Linked DNA regions of Arachis hypogaea: region 2 is linked to region 1. A link is a contact called in public Hi-C data. All regions are on one chromosome and are shown on one strand. The core of a region is the stretch at or near the end of the contact, and the rest is flanking DNA. Distances in the headings are between cores, read along the strand shown.

Region 1 (2,681 bases), core at 78-2,577:
TGCTTTCTACAGCTGCGTGCAGTTATTATACTAGTCATAAAATAAATTTAAAAAAATAAGGTAAGGTGTTTTAAAAAATAGAGAAAATAAAAACTTTCTAAAACCTGAAGGACTAGACTCTAGACATACAATCACTGCATTGGAGGAGTCGTCAAGTGAATTTTAAAAGATAAAATAATATGATTTTCGAAATAATCCGGGATCTACAGGGGTCATAAGTCATAACATACAATTTAAAAGATAAATAATTTTAGAAATATTGAAAATAAAGTAATTCTTTACAACAACGCATTAATAGATTAAGATGTGTTGTAATAATATGGAAAACGTATGTTGTCATGCCTTTTTTATAAACGAATAATATTATAATTTATAAACACCTATTTAATTTATGGTGAACTCAGGTGAAGTCGATTTTACGTGAAGTTGATATCTAAGAGTCGTTAGATTAAAATTTAGTCAAATCAATTAAATTATCTAACGGCTCTCAGATATCAACTTCACGTAAAGTCGACTGCACCAAATTTCTACCTCAATTTTTATAGACAATATGTATTTTTTTTGGGTGCCTTCTATAGACAATATGCAATGTAAATATTAAAAGATTTCTTGAGAAGAAAATGATAATATTTTGTTATTACTACTCAAAAATCATTCGGAAGAACTTATTATAAATTATTCCAAGAGGACACTCATATAGTCTTATTATATTTATGTTGTTAATTTTTCCTGTTTTCATTTAAACATTTTATTACTAATACAGTAATTAGGGTGGCAACGGGGCGGGTAGGGACATGTTTTTGCTTTGTCTGATTTCGTCTCGTTGTACAACAACTCGCATAGAACCCGCCCCGTTTCTATCCGCAGATAGTAAAATATTGAACCTTAACCTGTGCGCCCCTATAATTATTAAAATCCAATAAATAAAATTAAATTTCAAAATTTATATAACTATCATCACATACATAACATAAATTAAAGTAAAAATTTAAATATGATACAATATTATTAATCATTTACTAATTATTTTACATATATTATACATATTATATATTAAAATCATATATATTATATATATAGCGGGACGGGTAGGGACGGATATTACCTAAACCCAATCCCTCTCCGCCTCTCTCAAGAACCCGCCCCGGTACGGAGCGGGTAATTACCCACCCCGAGCAGATAGGGACAGAACGAGTACCCGCGAGTTCAGGTGGCATTGCCATCTCTAACAGTAATACTAAAACATACCGTTCCAAAAATAAAATGTTATTGTATTAAAATATTTTACATGATTATAAAAATGAGTAATCTGCCCCCGTGGTCCGCACGTACTAGTTTTCACAAAATATAATACTAACTTGCGTGGCTCTCGTGGGAAACGCTTTTCCCCATCTTTTCTTTATTTGCAATTTGGTTTCCAGTAATCTTTGCCGATCTATAATATGGTGTGGAACTAAGTGAGAGTGAGTTAGAGTAGATCATAATGGAGGGGCTGCCACTATTATCAACAATGAATTTGGGCACTATGAGCACCGTGATCGGTGTGGGACTACTGATATGGTGGTTGTGGAGTGCACTCAAGTGGGTGTGGCTGAAACCAAAGAGCATAGAGAGGCGTCTAAGGCAGCAGGGCATTAAGGGAAATTCATACCGCCCTTTGGTTGGAGACATTAGAGATATGATTAAAATGATTAAACAAGTTAAATCCAAACCCATGGATCCTCATTCCAACGAGATTGCTCCTCGAGTTTTGCCCTATGTTGTCCACACCGTTGCTAAATACGGTTAGTCACTCAAATTCAATATTATGCAACAATACTCAAGTATATATGTGAAAAAAAAGCTATTTATCCTTAAATTTCAGTCTTTAATCAGTATTTTAAAAATTCATTATTATTTAATTAATTTAAATATCTATTTTTACAATAATAATTGTGCAAAAAATTAAGAAAGTTATTTACTTTTTATTTTCTCTCTTCTCTAAAAACTAATCAAAAGCTGAATTTTAAAGAATACTTAGTTACACTGATGCACATACTTGATCAATAATCTTTACTCTCACTAAATTCTTTGTACAATTACAATATGTATGAGAGAATATAACTGTAATGTAATACCTTCTTTGTTGGTTTTGGTTTAGTTGTTTAGTATATTTGTTGAATGGAGTTCTAGATTCTTTTTACTATATTATTTACAATGCCTGAGATGATATGAGTTGAAACTAGGCTTTAAACTTTAAGGATTAGAATATCACACTGATAAAGAAAAATGCTATTTTCCCCATTTTTTCTTCATTTCTCTTTTTTTAATTTTTCACATAGATTAAGCAAAATTATTAAAATGTATTAATGTTACAAAACTTTAAAAACAATTTATAAAATTATCTTTAATGGTAATAAAAATTGTCCTCTTATAACTATTTTATTCGCTCAATTAAATAATAAAGGTATGATTTAAAGAATTGTAACATTGCAAAAGTAGAAAATTAATAAAAATCGGAGGTATTTTTGACAACTTAATAATTGTCTGATAATTTTTATTGTGAAACTGTAATTCCGAAGATCGCGTTTTAAATTGAGACATTCATATGATTTATCTTAGAAAAATAGGTGTTATTTAATTATCTTAAGAATATTTTTCCATTGTGAATCATGTTAACGGCATTAAAGTAATTACTTATA
Region 2 (2,681 bases), core at 117-2,616, 190 kb before region 1:
CACTTCAAATAATTTTAGAGAAAATAAATCAAACAAATTAAAGAGGCAAATTAGAAATACCAATTTTTTTAAGAAAAAAGAATAATTATTTATTACCATTGAAAGCCTAGCGCAATTAGGGTTCTTTCCACAATCATTTAGTTTCCAAGCGGTTGCACCTTGACCATCAAAAACACCGGAGCCAGATATTGTGAGGAAGTCAACATATTCAAACTTAACCCATTGCCATTCATTGTTAAGGTCTTTGGGGTTTGGTGGAGCTATAATTGTGCCATCAACATACAACTCAATTGGTGCCTTACAAGGCCCTTTCACTGCCACTGCTTTCATTCTGTATTGCCCTGATGGAATCATAATCTTGCTTGCTGTTGCTGATTGACATGCTTCATTCCAAGCATTTGCAAGAGCCTTTAAAAAAATAATTATTTAAAAAAATTGAAAATAAGTAAAAATGAGTAACAATGAGAAATTAATTAGTTAGAGAAAGTTTGGTTTATCTTTAACAATGAGAAATTAATTAGTTAGAGAAAGTTTGGTTTATCTTTTTGGAAAATTACTTGTAGATGAACACTTTTAAAAAGAATTGAATTGTATTTTGTTCGAGTGTGTTAAAAGTAAGTTAAAAAACTAATTTTTATTTGGATATGATAGAATATTTTTTAGTCATATGATACCTACAAAAGAAAATCTGTAATTAACTTAATAGAAAAATAATTATGAATATATATTTTTTAAACAAGAAAGCTCAACACCAAACGTAGAACAAGAACAACAATCAAACAAAAAAATTAAAAAAGAACAACAAGAAAAATAAAAGAAAAAATCGCAAAACAGTTCATCAACTATTTTTGCACTTCTCCTTTCTATGATGTACTCCTGATTTTATACTCTTAATTCTTAATTTTGTATTCGTGTAAATATCTCCGGTCATTCCAAACATACTAAAATTCCGTCAATCCGATTGTAAGATCGCCCAATCAAATATTTTTGACAATTTAAAAATAATTTTCATACATTCATTTTTATCAAAAATAATTTTTAAACCAAACATGATCTTTGAAAAATATATTATGTATATTCTAAGTGTTGAAACTATATATATATATATATATATATATATATGTGTGTGTGTGTTTCTTGACAAATTAAATGATGTCTACGAAAGATCTTACCTGAGTTATATCTGAATTAGGTACCCCACCAAATTTTGAAATAGGAATATCAGCAGATTGAACAATACCACTAGATGTAGCCATTAATATGAATAAAATAAATGTTGTGATGCTAGACTTCATCATTTTTTTAAATTTTTTTTGTTTTTTTGTTTTTTGTTTTTTTCTTTATTTTGGAGACTTTAGTCTTTATTTGAAATATACTAATAACTATGAATCTTACTCTGTTGTGTGAAAAGCTTATATAATGATTTTGTGAAGCTTCAAAGCCGTTGATCATGTTAACAGACTTTTTTCAAATTAATTTTGTCCACAAATATTGGTTGGTTTGTTGTTAAGTACGAAAATTTATTTTTAGCAATTATTTTATTAACGTTGATTTGAAAACGTCATATTTACTAAATATATATTTCTATTGTTTTAGAGGATAATTTAGTTGATAGTGAGTGAATCTTATCACTTTAGTTCCAATTAATTTAGATCTACGCATTTTAGTTTTCTTATCAAATTCAATTTAATTAGAGTTTGATTGATTTGGATGAATTAATTGGATTACTCATTTAATTTAATTTAAAAAAATATTTTCTATTATAGTTTATTAAACAAATTTAATCAAAAAAATTATACTAATTTATGTATAATGTGAGACAATACAATATAATTTAGTTTTAAGTTCATGTATTCTAAAACGATTTATTTTAGTAGAAAATTAATCGGTTTCGTTAGGAAATTAACTAGAGCCAACTAGTTTTAAAATAAAAGATATGCTATAAGAAAGAGAAAAAAAATCCACTACTCCTAGTTTTTTGAATTTTAAAATTGAAAATTTTGAGTTGCTCGTGATGTAGTTGGTTCTCTGGATTTTTTAAAATTAATTAAATTTTGTTATCTTATATAAAATTTAAAATGAACGGAAACTAAATATTAGAATAATAAATCTAACATTTAATCTCAAGTTATTTTTAAAATAATTTTTTATAAAATCCAAAATAAAATTCAACTCAAACCATTATTAAAGATACTCATTAAATTATGTAAACAGTGGTAAAAAATAATAATTAAAGGGAGTCATTATTAGTTTGGGTTATGTACGCAATTTTGACTTTTTCTTTTTTGATAAAAAAATCCAACACAATAAAATAGAAATCTTTAATTATTTTTTATATTATCATCAACAACTTAAGTACTCTACTTTTTATAGCACATAAATAATTTCAATAATTTCTAATATTTGTGTTTTATTCTAAAAAAGAATTTCATTTTTTTTTCAATAAAATATTTTATATAAAAAAAAAACTCAAATAATATATTAGATTTTAACACGTATATAAGAGTGAATAAAACTCAAACACAAATGAGTTTACTTGTTAAAAAGTAAAATAAGTTGAGTTAATTTAATAATATAATTTAATTGGTCTTTTAATTTAATAATATTATTTAATTATTTTTAGTTGAGTCGATCTCCTCCTTTTTAGGTAATTAAGTACATTGTTAATTAGATTTAATTTA

Evidence for each region. Hi-C and Micro-C count contacts between places; a contact is called where the count stands out from the background.
Region 2: a Hi-C map of an unstated tissue shows a contact between it and region 1, with 4 times the contacts expected there. The contact joins the promoter of LOC112702578 here to the promoter of LOC112702576 in region 1. A contact is called at or near these places in 2 of 8 Hi-C or Micro-C datasets (leaf and an unstated tissue).

Annotation. Positions count from the first base shown.
Region 1 is chr7:14,503,621-14,506,301 of arahy.Tifrunner.gnm2.J5K5, reverse strand. It overlaps LOC112702576 (cytochrome P450 716A67), which reads left to right and starts at 1,327. Exons shown (of 5, transcript XM_025753678.3): 1 at 1,327-1,784. The coding sequence starts at 1,484.
Region 2 is chr7:14,698,403-14,701,083 of arahy.Tifrunner.gnm2.J5K5, reverse strand. LOC112702578 (polygalacturonase-like) reads right to left here and starts at 1,366. Exons shown (of 4, transcript XM_025753680.3): 1 at 1,173-1,366; 2 at 97-408. The coding sequence starts at 1,298.